Regions from separate parts of the Rattus norvegicus genome. Here region 1 is linked to region 2. The links are chromatin contacts, called in public Hi-C maps. All regions are on one chromosome and are shown on one strand. The core of a region is the stretch at or near the end of the contact, and the rest is flanking DNA. Distances in the headings are between cores, read along the strand shown.

What was found. A called contact is a pair of places that touch in the nucleus more often than the background predicts.
Region 1: a Hi-C map of liver shows a contact between it and region 2, with 2.1 times the contacts expected there. The contact joins the promoter of Serpina10 here to the enhancer-like site in region 2. A contact is called at or near these places in 2 of 12 Hi-C or Micro-C datasets (hepatocytes and liver).

What each region holds. Positions count from the first base shown.
Region 1 is chr6:128,527,316-128,533,356 of GRCr8, forward strand. It overlaps Serpina10 (serpin family A member 10), which reads right to left and starts at 2,017. Exons shown (of 5, transcript NM_133617.2): 1 at 1,930-2,017.
Region 2 is chr6:128,479,613-128,486,212 of GRCr8, forward strand. Ppp4r4 (protein phosphatase 4, regulatory subunit 4) reads left to right here. Exons shown (of 25, transcript NM_001414974.1): 4 at 490-637; 5 at 1,047-1,120; 6 at 3,175-3,281. Among named protein-coding and RNA genes, the nearest start is that of Serpina10, 46 kb to the right of the region's middle. Within about 2 kb of position 1,714, at least 3 of the 93 cell types and tissues checked have an H3K27ac peak or open chromatin away from gene starts, as enhancers often do. A contact at or near this core is called in liver, where this site is marked.

The DNA of each region.
Region 1 (6,041 bases), core at 767-3,266, 48 kb after region 2:
TCAAACAGCTCCTCCATGCTGAGTCACCTGACCTTGATGTGTGACACCTTTGACTAGGGATTTGTAGGGTCCAAGAGGGAATCCAGCAAAGAAAAGGAGGCTTCCCCACACAGTTTTCGATTTAACCCTCTCCTTTCCTGCGTCTCCTTACACAGTTCCTGATAGGTCTCCTCTCATTCCTCTACCCACAGCTTCCAGATGGCTGCAGGAAACACGGCTGATTCTTTTTCTACACAAGACCTGGACTCAAGTTACCCAGTCTTATTGTCCTGTGATGGCATACACGGGTTGGCCATACCCCAGTTCCCCAGGCTGCGGGAGTGTACCCCTGCCCTGGCAGTGGCTTTCCAGCCCCACACTCCTTCCTCTGACTCTCTGTCCCTTCCTCTCTTGAGGACTCTCTGCACACTCAGATACAAAACCTGCTCTGGGGCTGTGCCATTACGTTGTGCTCATAGCAATATTACCAGTGTCCTAGAGGCTGACTGGGTATGCCACTAAGATGTCCCCAATAGCTCACTATCCACTGGACAGTAGGAAAGCCTGGATGGCAAGATGCTCAAGTCATAGGTGTTAGAGATTCATGATAGCTCCTATCAGCAGAGCTCCTCCTCATTCTAACCATTGGACCCTAAGTTAAAATGTGACAAGAAGCTCTCCAACTGCTCCCCAGTCCCTCTTCTGTACCTGTCACAAACCACAAACAGCCCCAGGACACAAGCCCTGGCCCTTGCTTTGCTAAATGGCCCCAAAGAATCCATGGTCCCCACCTTCTAGCTTTAAAGACCCTGCTGGGTTTACCAAATGTCACCATTTAGGAATTGCTTCCCAGTCACAATGACAAGATCCCTTGGTAGGTCACCACATTGGTGTAAGTGTTGGGTCATTACCTCTTTCTAGGTACAAAACATCTCCAGTACCATACCTTCAATTTTTAAATGGACATCCTTCAGAACTCGAAACCTAGGCCATATCCTCCAAGGTAAGGGTATGACAAGGTGGGGCCTTTGAAAAATAACTAAATGAAGTCTGAATTGTGGGGAGATTGTGAGGAATTTAGTGTCCTTAAAAAGAGGAAGAGACACCAGAACCTCCCTCTCTTCACCAAGAACACTGAGAAGACCACTCACTACCTGCAAACCAGGAGGTAGGCCTTCACTGCAGCCCAACCATGCTAGCCCTCACCTAGGGCCTCCAGAACTGTGAAAACACGTGTTAAACTTCCAGAATTGGCTATTTCATCCCAACGGCCTGAGCTGCCCATGAGAATTCTGTCATGGCATTTAGCTCTGCCTTGTAAATTAAGCCCTCAGATTAGTTCCAATTCCATAGTTATTTCTTACTGCCTCAGCCATCAGAAAATTTCCCAACACACCAGCACAATGTTCCCCTTTCCTAGAACTAAGTCTCCTGAAGTAGCTCTGTAACATCTGGTCGTTACTACACCCACTTATTGAACAATGTAACCTGTCCTTTTTGGCCATTGATTATCATGGGAACCATCCACAATATACACAGAGTGCTCCTGGGACCTGGGGCACCATTAGGTGTCACACACAGTTTGAAATGGGCTATGAAATGGACAGGAAATGGGGCCTCTACCTGACTCTCAGCCCTGAGCATGTGTGTAGAACAGTACACCCCTTGCCTCTCTCCAGCCCTGGCTCATTTGCCTGGGCAGTGAGCTGGGGCAGGCAAATAAATACCAAGCCTTCAGAGCCCTTCCCTGGCCATCTATCTATGGCTAACATGCCTTTTATGCTACCCGGAGCCCAACTTCAAAGTACAGTCCTTTGGAGTTTAGATGAAACTCCCCCACTCCACCACACTCCCCGCTGAAGCCCACTGGGAGACAGTAAGAATGGCTCTTCTCCCCACCCCTCCCTATTAGACACTCTAGAGGGCCCCCTACCATCCACCAGCACTTACCAGTTCCGGACCTCTGGTGTAGAGAAGATCATTCAGAGCAAAGAAGTAAGCATACGTTTTGCAGTCTGAAGCCTTCAGTAAATATTTGTTAATCCAAAGTGTGGGCCTTTTGGAACTGTTACTGATTAACACCCTGCTGGGATGTGACTGAGTTTCTGGAAAACCAAAGAACTTCTGGTATTCCCTAGGCTTGTCCTGTGGCCCCAACTATAACCAGAACTCACAAGAGGCTCACTCTCACTGGGGTGGGGGGTAAAGGTCCTAGAATTTTGGTGGGCTTCATGGCTGCTTCTGGGGACCATAAAGGGGTTTGGGTAGCATTTAAGACCTACTCTCTTGTCCGCAAGGAACTGTCAGCCCAGTGGTGGATACTGGATTCCTGCTGGGTCACGTCTTACAATACAAGCCCTGCCACAAGGTCAATGTACTACCTTCTCAAGCACTCAAAGTTGGAAGGCATCCTGTAAGACACAACTTTTCAGACCTACTAGGTTGTCATATGTAAATCTTGCTATATGTCCCTTCCTATCCTTGAAGTGAGACAAAATTAATACAGCTTACCCACAGAATCAAAAACACATTGATAGGGGTTAGGGTTATAGCTCTGTTGAGTGTTCCCAGGATTTGGTCCCCAGCATTGCATAAAATAAAGCACAGTGGAGCACAGTTGTAATCCCAGTACTGTGGAGGTGGGGGCAGGAGGATCAGAAGCTCAAGGTCGTCCTTGGCTACATAGCAAGTTTAAGGCCAGGCTGGTTACATAGGACCCTATCTGAGAAAATAAATAAAAGGATTTCTCAAATAACAAAACAGATAAACAATAATAATATTCCAACTATAATATGAAGGCAAACGACAACAACAGCAACAACAACAACAACAGCAGCAGCAACAACAACAACAACAACAACAACAACAACAACAACAACAACAACATGTCTTAAAATACAGTGCCATTCCAGGATATCTGTGCTAGCAGGTGTGACCATTTGCTCATCTCATGATGGAGGACCAGTGGTTGGACAGGAGGGTAGCCACTGGGGAAGAACTCCATTAAGCAGTGCACTGGCTGACAGGAAGTTTGTGGCCTGTCATCCTGAGAGCCACCTTACTAGAAAGCAGACCTAGGAGTGGTTTTTATACAGCAGGCAGGTGATCACCAGCTGGCAGGCTGCTTCTCATGGGTAGAGGTGGCTAGCTGACACATCTCACCTGGACCAAGGACTCCCAAGGCATTTTCAGTTCTTCAAACCACAACATTGATGTGGATTAGTATATTTTATTAAAGATCATAACATTGCTGTCTTAGGTTTGTATTCCTGCACAACACATCATGAAACATCATGACCAAGAAGCAAGTTGGGGAGGAAAGGGTTTACTCAGTTTACACTTCCACATTGCTGTTCATCACCAAAGGAAGTCAGGACTGGAACTCACACAGGGGAGAAACTTGGAGACAGGAGGTGATGTAGAAGCCATGGAGTGGTACTGCTTACTGGCTTGCTCCTCATGGCTTGCTCAACCTGCTCTCTTATAGAACCCAGGATCACCAGCCCGGGGACAGCACCACCCACCCACAATGGGCTGGGTCCTCCCACCTTGATCACTAATTGAGAAAATGCCTTACAGCTGGATCTCACGGAGGCATTTCCTTAAGGGAGACTCCTTTCTCTGTGATAACTCCAGCTTGTGTCAAATTGACACATAAAACCAGCCTGTACAATTGCCTTGTTATTGGTTAGTTTGCCTCAGTGTGGGGAGGTAGTTATCCAGAGAAGTAGGACATTGCTGTTGACAGGTCTAGAGCTCTGTCAAGTGAGTGACCTCTATCCTTTTTTAAAAGATTTATTATATATATATATATATATATATATATATATATGTATGTATATATATAAATACATGGTCGCTATCTTCAGACACACCAGAAGAGCACATCAGATACCATTACAGATGGTTGTGAGCCACCATATGGTTGCTGGGAATTGAACTCAGAACCTCTGGAAGAGCAGTCACTCTTAACCATTGAGGCATTTCTCATCTATTCTTATCTGACCCATATTGAAAGAGCAGGCAAGCTTCACCTACAGGATGGATACAAGCCCGTTTTCCACATTCCAATGTAATCACATTTTTCCAAAGCAAACAGCAAGTCCAGTAGAGTTTGCTACCGTGTCGAACTCAAGCCCTGGCCATGACTAATGGAATAGCAAACTCCTAAATTCTACCTTTGGGGTGTGACAAAATTCCCATTTATTCTCATTCTTCATTCTTGCCTACATCATCCTCTAAAGAATAGTTATCACAGGAATGTGGAGAACCACAGAAATCAACACCAATTATCTGAGATATTTGGGGTCTTTGTGGGGGATCTCTTGATTTGACCACAGGATTTTTCTGTTTCTTGGAGGAGAGATGAAAGTAAGTAAAGAACAGTAAGGATAGGGATCTGAAAGATATTTCTGGAACAACCTAGATCAGATATTTGACATAAAGTGTGTTTTTTGTGGACTTACTGACAGAAGCATGACCCTGGTAGTATCGGGTCCAAGTGCATTCCATTACTGGGACTAAACATGGGCCTTCTTGGTTGCTAGGATGAGTGTCTTCACTGTGCTAGAATGATGTCTTAAACTAAGGCTCTTACATGCGAATGGTTGGTCTATTTATAGGTATCTGGGAAACTACGTAGGAAAACTAATTAGGATCATGCTGGAGCAATCGTAGTAGTTGCAGCTCAGGATGGATGTCCCCATACCAAGCTGAGTTCATAGAAAGGTTGTTGATTGCCTCATCTTTACAGGATACACAGTCCGTTGCTTCATTCTCCCATACCCTTTCACATATATATTCATGCAACTCTTTCCATCTATTTAATATATGTAAAATAAGTCTATCTATTTATTAGCACTATTAAAAAAGATTCATGGATTCTCAAGTATATTCAATGAATCTCAAGTATATTCAATGCTTTTCAATGCTGTTTTTTTTTAAACTATGTCTTCATGTACTATGTCTTCATGTCTTCATGTGTTCTCTAAGCCACACGTTTATGTCTCCAATTCATGTATAGGACCATTCTTCATCTTCCTTTCTCTTCCTTCCTCTCCCCTCCTTCTATGTCCTCCCCTCCTCTCCTCTCTTCTTTCTTAGTCTACCCTTACCACCCCTCTCCTTCCTTCCCTGCCACTCTGTCTCCTTCGTCTTTACTTGTCTCTCTCTTCTGTCACTGTCTCAGTGGCTTTGTCTCCTCTGTTTCCACCTCCTTTTCCTCTGGGTTTCTTTCTTGCTGGGATTCACACATCCTAGGCAAGCACTCTCCTGCTGAGCTCTGTCCCCAGCACTCTTCCTTACTCTCCTGCTCCATGTTTGCATTTCCCTTCCTCTCTCAGCCCCACAAGACATATAAATAATATCATAATGTCATATGCTTACCCCAGTATGAAAGGCAGATCTGCAAAGAAAACTTGGAGGTTTCTTGGCAGTGTTTTCTCCTTTAAAGGGGGAGCATATGGTCCAAACATCATGTCCCAAAGATCCTTGGCTCAATTCTTTTTCTTCCCTTCTGTGTTGTTCCCTTTCTGAAATGTGCGGATCCTCCTTTGTTTTTCTTTTCAGATGGCTTTGAGAATTTTGTCATCTTAATTGCATTGTTGAGTATGCAAGATGTTACTATTATTCCCAAAGTCTAAGTCATATAAAACAATGCGAGAAGAAACCCACCACCCCTAACATCCCTGCTACCCCCATTTAACCCTCCCTATCTCTTGTGCATTATTTAACCACTTTCTTTTCAGTTCCTTCTTCTTGCATTTCTTTATATGAGAACAAACATGTGTTTGTACGTCCTTATTTCTTCCTTATGAAATCATGATGCCCAGAGGGATTACTGCTTCTTTATATGACCTCTCAGTCCTCTAGGGTTTGCTCAACCAAGTTTCTGTTTGGGCTTTTAAGTAAGTTTTTAATGTTTTGCAATTACAAAATACTTTAGGGAGATTGTTTTTTAAAGTGCCAGATGTATGTCATTAGCATACATTTCTCAGGGCAGGGCTTTTGGATCAAAGGTAAATGCTTAAAATCCTAAGGTTTTTGTTCGTTTTATAATAAAG
Region 2 (6,600 bases), core at 464-2,963:
GGATTTGAACTCAGGTCTTCTGCCAAAGCAGTACAAGCTCTTAAGCACTGAGTCATCTCTCCAGCCCTTATGGTGTTTACTTTTGAAACAGAAATTCAGGAAATGAAAATACAAGTGATTGAGATTTGACATTGTTGGGCTCAGTAGGATGACACCCGCATATTACCATTAGCAATGTAAAAGTTCAAGTCCACCAAAACCACCTACACTGGTCTTTAAAGGTTTACACAGGGTTTATCATTTTTAGCCAGTGAAGCAGAGAATGTTACTTATCATATAAATTCTTCAAACATTTAAAATTTCCTAAGAAATGTATCATCTAATGAGTTAAATATTAGGGACAGATTAATATGGTTCTTTTAAGAAGTTCGTATCTTTAAAGGTTGTATTTAGTGTGTCTGCCGTTTGGTTTTTGTAACCTTGGCTGTTACAGCATTACTCTTCCGACCTCTCATTTCTGTAAATAGCAAACTCTTTCTGCTCACACAGGAAGTCCTGCATGTTGCAAGCGTGGAAATGCAGATAACGGCTGCAGTGTCCTTCCTGACCATCCTTCAGGAAGAATCAATGTCAGTCCACACGTTTGCACACTCCTTCCTGCAAGTCATTCTCCTGCACCTGGAGCACAGGGATACAGGTTGGGCCCAGCATGCTCAGTTACATTCTTGTTTATGTTACCTGGCGAGGGGCTGTGGTTCATTTGCCTCCTGTGGGCCTGATGAGAAGGGCTGAGGTCCTGTAGGAAAGATCCCCGGGAGAGAGAGCATAGGAGTGCTTCCTCCAGACCTTTCTTCCCTTAGATGTTTCCTTCACATTTACGCTCGTGGGATTATCATACAGTAAGAATAGCATATCCCTTCCTCAAATTACTTTTCAGCATTTATAATTTTCTAAAGTTATTCAAGACAAAAGCTGTAGAACATATCTTAGACTAGTAAACAATAATCCTTACTTTTTATAAAATGGCATTGCAGCTGTTGATGGACGAGTTGAGAATGTTTGTCCCTGAGATGTTTGACCTAGTGTGTTGCATCTATGCCCATTAGGTGTCAGCAATGCATGGCTGGAAACACTTCTCTCTGCAGTAGAATTATTGCCAAAAGAAACCCTGAGGCATGAGGTAATTCTGTGTCCCTTTTTTGCTTTTTGTAAATAGTAAGTTGTGTTGCAATTTTTTTTTTAAAGAAATAAGGTTGTTTTCCATTGTGAAAGCAACACATACTCATTGCAGAAAACGTAAGTAATTCAGAAACTGTAAGGAAGAAAGACGACGTCTACTTGTGTAATTGGCTGGTTTTAAGTTGTTCCCGAGCTCTGTCCTTCAGCTTTCCCTCTGTGGTTGCTGCTTGCCACACCAGGAATTATACTGAGTCGGAACATGGACACTTTTCACTCAGCATCATTTTCATGTGTGTAGTTGCAAGTTATTTACTTATTAGATGCTGGAAGCGATTTTTGGCCTTCTCTTTTATTATCAAAATACAGCATCTCTGTAGAGCTTTTCAGGTGTTCTGTAATTGTAGCATTTATAAAAGTGGTGTCCCCCGGTGAGGGGACATTAATATTCTTAAGCTCTTCCCTAAATCTGTGAAATACAGTTCTCCGAGTTTTTATTAACAGTGGTGTTCCGCTGGGATGTGGCTCAGCTGGTAGAGAGCTTGGTCAGCAGGCTCTAAAGCCTGGGTTTGATCCCAGGATGCCATTAGCCAGGCATGGGGTCATCTGACTGTAACCCTGGCACTCAGAAGCTGAAGGGAGGAGACTGCAAGGTCCTTGGCTGCACTGTGAATTCCAGTTTATCCTGGGTCGTGTGCGACTGCCTTAAAGTCAACAATAAAAATGATGTTCCAATTTAATTTGGTAGACTGAATGCATGAATGCATTTTAACTGGAAATTTCAAATTATACTGTTGACTATTTTTTCATATATGTAATTGGTTGCATTTATTTAGAAATTATCTGATCCTGTCCTGTAGGCACCATTTATATACACCACCTCTCTGCCGTCCTTGTTACATTTCTATCTATTTGTATAAAAATTAGTCCCAGGTGGCATTTGCCTTTCTGTGTTTTTGTTTTTTTGTTTTTTTTCTTTTTTTTTTTTTCGGAGCTGGGGACCGAACCCAGGGCCTTGCGCTTGCTAGGCTAGCGCTCTACCACTGAGCTAAATCCCCAACGGCATTTGCCTTTCAATTTTCAATGTGGTTCATTTTTACTCTTGAAAATTTTTATTATAAATCAAGATGACAGACTAGAAAAACCAGCAAATCTGTCTTCTAATGAAATAACTTTGCATTCTTTGAACACTCTCCTTGTATGTATTTCTTTGTAAATATGGTAAGAAGTTATTCATTGAAATGTCCTCCACAGATCTCCTTGTGTCTTTGTCCACACTCTAGTTTGCCGTTCTGTCACAGTACCAGAATACTCTCTGTAAGCCGGCACCTGTTATCCAGTAATGTGTTGTGCCCGATGGCAGGCATCTAAACACCCCGTAGAGTGAGCAGCCGAGCACAGTACACAGGGTGTTCCAGCGTTTTTGAATTTGAAGAGTGGTGTGAACATGAATGGAGCAATCGCTACTCAAGAGTGCTTGGCATCTTTAGCATGTGACCTTTCATACAATCGTTGGCATGAGAAATAGCAATGTTAAAAATTAAAGAATGAGTATGAGAACGACAGACCACTATTTGTAATTCTTTGCAGTGTGCCATGCTGTTGGGTATTTTAGTGCCTAGAAGATGACTAATACAGCACCAGACTCTGGTCTTTTTGTCCAAAAAACTGAATTTCCTAAACATTTTTCCCATATTGTCAGAATAAATTTAAAATTCCATGTGAAACAAAGTTCAGAGTATCTGGTGGCCAGTTTGTCTTTCTCTGTTGAAAATGTGTATTTCAAAATGATCCTTCCTCTGCACTCAGATCGGTGCAGAGCTCGCCCAGGAGCTTTACCTCGTGCTTTGTTTCTAGTTGGTTTCAGTTGCTTTGTCATTTGTGCCTCAGCCGAGAAGGCAGAGATGACCTCAGTTAAGAGTGATCATGTCCCTCAGTTGTAATTCATGCTCTTTAACAAAGTTTGAAAATGAAAATATTGTTTGAAGCCGTTGTTGTTAGCAACGGGAGTGTCTAATTCTCTGTCCATCCGTTTATCTCTCAATCGTTCCCTTTTAGATTCTGAATCCACTTGTGTCCAAGGCACAGCTTTCCCAGACTGTCCAGTCGCGTTTAGTTAGCTGTAAGATTTTAGGAAAACTAACCAACAAATTTGATGCCCATAGGTGAGTATTTGTACGTAATTGTGTTTCTTTTATCAAATTGATTTAAAACACATAAAGCTATGTTAGCAATGGTTACTGTTGCATTATTCTACACACTCACAACCTTAGCCATTGCAGCTGTACAGACATCTCAGACAAGAGTCTACTGGAAGCATTTCTTCTCAGTTTCATGGGGTTTCAAGGTCGAGCTAAATCATCCTCTAGCTCCCATCTTAGTCTTCCCAATACATACCATGGTTGTCTTGGGACTTCCATAATTGACAGACTTGACATGAAGATAGGATTTCTGCTTTCTTACACCACTGCTCTGAACTCTGTATTTTGGATAATCTCATAACACAGCGTGTCTGCTGCCCATGCTGCTCACGGTACATATGGTGGGATATAACATGAGAGTCTCAAAGCAGACGCCTGCTCCTGCAGTGCTACAGCTTTCTGAGTTAACTATGCGTATTTAACTGCCGTACAAAGTTAACCATTACTTTTAACAAATACTGTCATACATGTGTTACACGTAACTGATGATAACACCCAAATTATGTAAAAATGCAATATAAACTGTGAAATCTTATGTTCAAGAATATTAGGGTAATAAGCTAAGTCATGATATCTATATCTATATTTATATATACATACATGAGCATATTATTTGAACATGTACATACACACAAATGTATATACAGCACATATGTATAATCCATGTTGATATAGCTAACCTGAATGTCCCTTTATCATTCCCTTCCAGATCCTTCCCCTTCTCACTTTGATTCCTCTTTTTCTTCCATGTCTACCATGTCTAATTAGTGCTGCCTACATGCACATGGATGTGGGCAACCTGTCTACCCACCTTGAAGAAAATGACCCCATGACCTTTGCCAGTAACTTCTCAACTCAGGGTGGAATCTCATGTGTCCCTCTCCTGTTATTGCTGGGATGTTGCCTGGCTTGTTCTTCTGCCAGTAACTGAAGTTACTGTAAATTCAGAGCATGCCTCTCCCTCTTCTGTTTCTTACCTTCTGTCTGCCTTCCCTTTCGCAGTGTTTCCTGACCCTTGTAGGGCTGTCTGATATATGGTTGAATACTCAGTGGGTGCTTACTCTCTCTCAGCCCTTTGACCAGATGTGACTCTCTCACACTGGCTCTCCCACTGCTGAAAGAAGCATCTCTCTCAGCTGAGAGCAGCACTGCTCTGTAGGCACAAACGTAAATGCTTAGAAGGCAGTCCGACAGCTGTGCATTTAGCAGAGTAACTGCCCTAAGGTTCTGCCTATGGCCTGTAGCCTCCCAGCTGTGGGTTTTTGACAAGATTTACAGTAAGAGGCATGGATTTCCTCCTATGGCATAGCACTAACACCCAATCAGAGAGCAGTTTATTACCTCCAGAACAGTCTCGCCACCATTGCACAGACGTCACATCTTGCCTCATGGTCAGTCAGTATTGCTACATGCAAGAGCAGCACTGGGGAATTGTGCTGATAACTTTTCCCACTGGTTGTTCACATTGCCTCTTCTGGCACCATGAAAACTGGCCAGCAGGGTAGAAGTCTTCAGGTCAGTGCTGACTTGATTTCTCTATAACCTATAGAACAACCAAAGTATGTAGTGTCTTAAGTGATAGTGTCTTACTATATAGTTATATGGGCAGCCAAGAACAAGATCAGTAATAGGGAAACATCACACATCTGGTAGTAAGGTTTTTATTTAATAACCCATATCTTCTAAGGAAAAGAGTGTTGTGTACCCTTGCAGGGTACTGCCATTCAAACTCCTTTATAAAAACATGTATCTTAAAAATCACCTGATGAATGGTTTTCCTAAAGCTTTTCCACACGCCCTTAGTTGGGTTAACCTACTCAGTAAGTGTTCTGTTGCTGTGAAGAGATGTGGTGACATCTTCCCAACTCTTATAGAAAACAGCATTCAGCTGGGGCTGGCTTACAGTTCAGACGTTCAGTCCATTATCATAGTAGTGGGAAACATGGCAGCATGCAGGCAGACATGGTGCTAGAGAAATAGCTGAAGAGTTCTCCATCTGGGTCTCCAAGCAACAGCAGCAGCAGCAGCAGCAGCAGCAGGAGGAGGAAGGAGAGATAGAGAGAGACAGAGACAGACAGACACACACACACACACACACACACACACACACACACACACACACACACACACACACACCGGGGGGGGGGGCAGGCAGGCACTGACTGACTGACTGACTGACTGACTGACTGACTGGCTGGGCTCGGCTTGGGAATTTGGAATCACAAAGCAGCACACCTCCAATGGCATACTTCCTTCAACAAAGCCATGCCTCCTAATCTTTTTCAAGCAGAGCCATTCCCTGAAAACTAAGCTTTTAAATATATGAGGGGTTCTATCTTATTCACACCACTGTTCCTACCTTTCATCTCACCTCTCCTCCCATTCCCTTGTCCCAATCTATGCTTAAACCTTTCATCAATATCTCCCATGATCTTTTTTTTTTTAAATTAGATTTTTTAAATTTACATTTCAAATGTTATTCCCTTTCTAGTTTCCTGGACACAAACCTCCTATCCCCCCTCCCCTTTTTCTATAAGGGTGTTCCCCACCCCAACCACCCCCCTTACCACCCCCCTGACATTCCCCTGCACTAGGGATCCAACCTTGGCAGGACCAAAGGCTTCCCCTTCCATTGGTGCTGAACAAGGCCATCCTCTGCTACATATGCAGTTGGAGCCCTGGGTCAGTTCATGTATAGTCTTTGGGTAGTGGTTTAGTCCCTGGGAGCTCTGGTTGGTTGATATTGTTGTTCTTATGGGGTTGCAAGCCCCTTCAGCTCTTTTAAGGCTTTCTCTCATTCCTCCAACCAGGGTCCCATTCTCAGTTCAGTGGTTTGCTGCTAGCATTCGCCTCTGTATTTGACATGCTCTGGCTGTGTCTCTCAGGAGAAATCTATATCTGGTTCCTTTAAGCATGCCCTTCTTAGCTTCATCAATCTTATCTAGTTTTGGTGGCTGTATATATATATGGGCCACCTGTGGGTCAGGCTCTGAATGGCCGTTCCTTCAGTCTCTGCTCCAAACTTTGCCTCCATATCCCTTCCTATGAACTTTAAAAAAAAAGGTTTATTTATTTATTTTATGTATGTGAGTACACTGTCGCTGTCTTCAGACACACTAGAAGAGGGCATCGGATCTCATTACAGATGGTTGGGAGCCACCATGTGGTTGCTGGGATTTGAACTCAGGACCTCTGGAAGAGCAGTCAGTGCTCTTAACCACTGAGCCAGCTCTCCAGCCCCCATGCTACTCTCATATCATATTTTACTATCCCATCCCTCAAG